Regions from separate parts of the Mus musculus genome. Here region 1 is linked to region 2. A link is a contact called in public Hi-C data. All regions are on one chromosome and are shown on one strand. Each heading gives the region's core, a stretch centred on a gene start, on an enhancer-like site or on the middle of the called end of the contact. The rest is flanking DNA. Distances are from core to core; before and after follow the strand shown. Region 1 holds the start of Rcc1l (reculator of chromosome condensation 1 like). Region 2 holds the start of Ubc (ubiquitin C).

The links. A called contact is a pair of places that touch in the nucleus more often than the background predicts.
Region 1: a contact with region 2 is called in a Hi-C map of B cells, with 5 read pairs. The contact joins the promoter of Rcc1l here to the promoter of Ubc in region 2. A contact is called at or near these places in 1 of 39 promoter capture datasets (cranial neural crest) and 1 of 484 Hi-C or Micro-C datasets (B cells).

Annotation. Positions count from the first base shown.
Region 1 is chr5:134,175,377-134,178,076 of GRCm38.p6, reverse strand. It overlaps Rcc1l (reculator of chromosome condensation 1 like), which reads left to right and starts at 1,310. Exons shown (of 11, transcript NM_033572.2): 1 at 1,310-1,677. The coding sequence starts at 1,363.
Region 2 is chr5:125,388,644-125,391,343 of GRCm38.p6, reverse strand. It overlaps Ubc (ubiquitin C), which reads left to right and starts at 1,327. Exons shown (of 2, transcript NM_019639.4): 1 at 1,327-1,434.

The DNA.
Region 1 (2,700 bases), core at 61-2,560, 8.8 Mb before region 2:
CTAAGGATGAGCAAAGGGAGTTCGGGGGGAAGGATCCACTCTGTATTAGGGGATAACTTTTAGGAAGCCCTGCCATGGACTGTAGTCTTTATTTCAGGGACTGAATTTCTCTGTGTAGCCTTCATGCTGGAATTGAGATCTAAAGGAAGTAAGAAGGGCCCCTGGAAGCCAGGTGTAGTTTAATCAGGGTTGAACCTGGCACACTGGCATGGGTCTGTAATCCCATCACTTGGGAGGCTGGGGTAGGAGAACTGTAGTGAGGTAGAGGCTAGCCTGGGTTACAGAGTGAGACCCTGTCTTAGAAAAATATTCAATTAGAGGGCTGGAGAGAGGGCTCAAGAGTTAAGAACACTGTGCAACAACAATGACAAACAAAACAAAATACTGTTTACTCTTCCAGAGGACCAGAGTTCTAATTCTAGCATTCACATGGGGGTGTGTGGGAGTGGGGTATCAACTGTAACTGCAGTTCTAGAGAATCTAACACCCTCTTCTGAGGCCTCCACAGACACTATACACGCAGGGTACACAGATATACATGCAGGTAAAGTACCCATATGCATGAAATAAAACCGCCTAAAATAAACTAAATCAACCAATCAGTGCTGGGTATGGTGGCACACACCATTCAGGAGGCAGGGGCAGGTTTGAGTTATCCTGGTCTACAGGAACAAAGCAAGTTCCAGGCCAGTTAGGGCTAAATAATGAGATTCTGTCACAAACAAACAAACAAACAAACCATATATATTAATAGGTTTTCTTTCTTCTAGGGTGGTTTGCAATTTGCAGCAATATTCCTGCCTCAGCCTAAAGTTGGGGTTACAGGTGTGAACCACTGTGCCCAGCTACCTTCCCCAGTTTTGCTTCCATGAGATAAGCATCTAGGATGTTCCCTCTGTCTCCTTTCAGTATTTATACAAAACACTTCTTGGAATTGGGAGAGTAGTCTGTGTTAACCTATACCCTAAGGATGTGTGAGGACCTGGGTTCAATTCCCAGCTCCACCTAAGTAACTCCACACCAAAACTAACACACACACACACACACACACACACACACACACACACACAGAATTTAAAAAGGGGCAGTAAGAATCATAGAACACTTCACAGACATCTTCAAATAATAGCTTGACACTCATTTAAGTCCCCTACTCATGGATAGACGGTGAAGCCATAGCCTTCTCAAGTCTTTGCTTTCCTGGAGTAGTAATCATCTGCCAATAGTAAACATGGTTGTCTTTCCCTTAGCGCGTCGCCTTCAGCCAGTAGTAAGCATGGCCGTATCTACTTCCGCCAGGCTAGAGGTCAAGGGTGACACAAGATGGCGGCGCCCATAAGCGGTTGAGGCGTGACGCGGAGGATGTTGGCGGCGGCCCGGGCTCTGCGGGGGCCGCGGCCGAGGTGGCCGACACCGGCTCGCGAGCACTGGACACCGGCCGGCCGTTCGCGGAGCCGGCGAGAAGCGGCCGAGGCCGAGGCGGACGTTCCGGTGTTTCAGTACGTGGGCGAGCGCGCGGCTCGCGCCGATCGCGTCTTCGTCTGGGGCTTCAGCTTCTCCGGGGCGCTCGGGGTGCCCAGCTTCGTGGTGCCGTCCTCGGGGCCTGGACCGCGCGCCGGCCTGCGGCCCCGACGCAGGATCCAGCCGGTCCCCTACCGCCTGGAGCTGGATCATAAGGTGGGGGCAGTGGCATCCTCGCTGGCATCTCTTAGGGAACTTTCTTCCCCGCGTGGCCGGATTTCCGGGAGCAATGACCTCCGAGATCCCGGGATCTGCAGAGGGAGGCATGAGGGGTGGCTGCCGAGAAGTCTGTTTCTCCCAGTGCTCCGTCCTTCACTGCTGAGCCTGTTTATCACGTCTGTGGATCTTGGGGTCTCGTTCAGCATTTTTAGCAGTTTGCTTGTGGCTCGAGAGAGTTTGGTGTCTTCCCTTACTTTCTTGCCCATTGGCGTAGCTTGACAATCGCACCAAGGATTCTGCCCTTAGATCATTCGCTCAGGCCCCCCCCCCCCCCAAAAGGCCGGAGCTGTCACCTCCCAGTTACAGAGGATGAAAGGGAGTAGCAGAGAGGTCAAGTAAGGTCCAGGGCCCCACAGCTGGGTGTAAATGGTGGTATTTGTAACTTAGACTAGACAGCTCCCTTGAGGGACGGGACATTCCACAGGTCGGAGGTGTGTCGGCTAGAGTCAGTGATGGGCAGCCGGAAAAGGAGATGCTCATCTGAGCGGTTAGAGGGGAAATAGGAGGTTGCCCATGGAGCTTCTAAGGTGGCTCACGCCTTTAATCCCAGCACTTGGAGGCGGAGGCAGGCTAATTTCTGAGTTCGAGGCCAGCCTGGTCTACAGAGTTCCAGGACAGCCAGGGGTACACAGAGAAACCCTGTCAAAAAGGGGGGGCGGGGAAGAGGCTCACTTTTCAAAAGGGCTCAGCCCGGCAGCCGTGGTGGCTCACATCTGTAGTCCCAGGACTTGGACTGGACGGTTGAGACAAGAGGATTGCCACAAGTTGTACTCTAGCTTGGGCTACACAGTGAGACCCTGTCTTTACCCTCGAAATGCTGTTATTATAGCCGTGTGCAACCGTTTCTGGTTTAAGTGGTGCTGGGGACGGGGAACCCAAGGGTTTTTGCCCTACAAGCACTGTGTCCACTGAGCTACTTTCTCCCTCCCAGTTCTCTTTTCTATACAGAGGTCTTTTTGC
Region 2 (2,700 bases), core at 78-2,577:
AAAACTCAAAAAATGCTGAGATTAAAGGCATTTAATAGTGTGTGTCCATCTAAGTGTGTGCCACATGTATGTGAAAGTGTCCCTAGGGACATTGGACCCTCCTGAAGCTGGAGTCACAAGCTAGCTGCCTGACAGGGTTGCTGGGTATTGAATTCATGTACTCTGGAAAAAGACCTGTTCCTACTGGGGAGCCATCTCTCCCCATCAGGGATTCAATTCTTACCTTCTAAGGTCTTAGGCCTTACATTTCAAAAACCTGAGCTGGGCAGTGGTGGCGCAGGCCTTTAATCCCAGCACTTTGGAGGCAGAGGCAGGTGGATTTCTGAGTTCGGGGCCAGCCTGGTCTACAAAGTGAGTTCCAGGACAGTCAGGGCTACACAGAGAAACCCTGTCTCAAAAAACCAAAAAAAAAAAAACAAAACAAAACAAAACAAAAAAAACCCTGAATAATTTGATTCGTATAAGTGGGATATATGCTTGCTGTAATCTGAACATTGTACTACACGTGCACATTTGTGCTTTTTTGTTTTTGTGGGGGTTTTTTGTTTGGTTTTTGGTTTTTCAAGTCAAGTGTAGCCCTGGCCATTCTGGAACTTGATCTGTAGACCATACTTGGGAGGCAGAGGCAGGAGGACCTATATAAACTTGAGACCAGCCTGGTCTACATAGCATATTCCAGGACAGGCAGGGCTACACAGAGAAACCCCCATCTGAACAACAAAAATTTAAAAATCAGGGCTTCAGTGGGTTCAGTCTCAGAATATGAACAACAAATATGAACAACATTTGGAAATTTTGACCTTTACTTAGTGACAAGCACATAGAAAACATAGAACCTTCTCGAATCCAAGGACACAAGGTTTAGGAAAAATCTGGAAAGATCAGGTTCTGCTGGGCTTCAGATCTAATGCCAACAGTTTTCAAGAACTGTGTAGACTGTCTGCTTTCCTTGACAAACTCAGATTCGTTTTTCCAAATCGGGGAGAGATTCCCTCCTTCGTATTTTTTTTTTTTAAATTTATTAAAAACCCTTTGTCATTTTCCTTGTTAGGAGATTTGCACAGTCATCCACCCTGTCACTGTGCCAAAACAGTGAGGGCTGGGCATAGTGACCCGCCGGGGATGAGGGGATTGAGGAGGCGAGGTCACCAATGGGATCCCAGTGTGACAGGAGCCAAAGCCCTGGGTCCCCCTAGCGCGGAAAGAAAACAGGGGGGGTGGGGGGTGGTGGCCTGACTAGGGGCGCCAGGCCGCGAAGCCGCAGGGCGCCTGCGCCAAGGCCCGCTCCGGCCTCAGTGATCCCAGCCGTGTTTTCGTGCCGATCGTCTCACGCGCGCTGATCCCTCCGCGGAGTCGCCCGAGGTCACAGCCCTGCCCTCCCACACAAAGCCCCTCAATCTCTGGACGCCACCGTGAAACAACTCCGTGAGAGAGGTACCTTGATAGTTTTAGCCTGTCGCTTTCGCTGCCGAGACTGGACCCGGCGTTACAAAGTAGTCCCTGACCGCATTGCCCGCGGAGGGACCGCGCGGAAGGGGGGGGGCGGGGCTTCGGTGACTATATAAAGAGACGCCGGGCGTGCCGCAGCTAGTTCCGTGGAGACTGCGAGTTCCGTCTGCTGTGTGAGGACTGCCGCCACCACCGCTGGTGAGGAGAAAGCCGCCGCACCCGGTCGGGGACGGGAGGCTGGAGGCGAGACGGGGCGAGAGGCAGCCCCGCGGCCCAGACGTTTGGTTTCCGTGGCCCGCGCGGACCGCGGCTGCCCCGAGGCAGAGGACTGGGCGGCAAGATGGCGGCCAGATGGAAGCCTGAGGGGGAAGACGCGGGGCTCTGACGCGCAGGACGAGGTTGGGGGAGGAAAAAGGCCCGCGAGGCCGCTGCCCTCCGGTTAAGCCGGGGACGTCGGAGACTGTGGGGTGGGGACTGAATTAGGGTTGCGCGCCGTAGGAGCCTCTGCTGTGAGAGCCGTGGATATTGGGCTGGCCCGAGAGGTCGATTGGCCCGGCGTTCGTCCGTTCGTTTGCTGAAAGACGGAAGTGCGATCGAGACCGGAAGGGGGTTGGGCGGCGGTTCAGCCTGCCTGGCCTGCCGCCCCCTGTGACGTCGCGGGTTGCGTGGCCTCCTAATGGATAGTGACGTCACTATCTTGACTTTAGCTTTCCCTCGGTTGTAGGACAGGGTTTGGGTCTCGGCCTCCGGTAGCCTCTCCAGAGTAAACAGGAACCGGAAATTCAGAGGGGAAATGTGAGCCATTCTTGTCCTGTTTCGTTTTAAGAATGTCGCTGTACAACTATGACTACTGAAACTTTTGGGGGGGGGGTTCGAGACGGTTTCTCTATGTAGTCCTGGCTGTCCCGCATCTCACTCTGTAGATCAGGCTGGCCTCGAACCCAGAAATCCTCCTGCCTCTGCCTCCCAAGTGTTGGGACGAAAGGCACCACCATTGTCCTGCGACAAGGGTGTTTTTTTTTAAACTGTCAAAATCTCTGCCTCTACCACCCCATGTGATGAGGTCCAAGGCCAGTACCACCACTCCAGACTAATTTTAATCGTTCAGACAAAAGTTTGGTGTTCTTTTGGGGGAAGGAGAGTTGAGGCAGGATTACACTGTCTCTGGCTGACCTTCCAGTTAGAGATCTGCCCACCTCAGTGTCCCCAGTGCTGAGGTCAGCGATAGGCATGGGCTCAGACTTAGTTTTG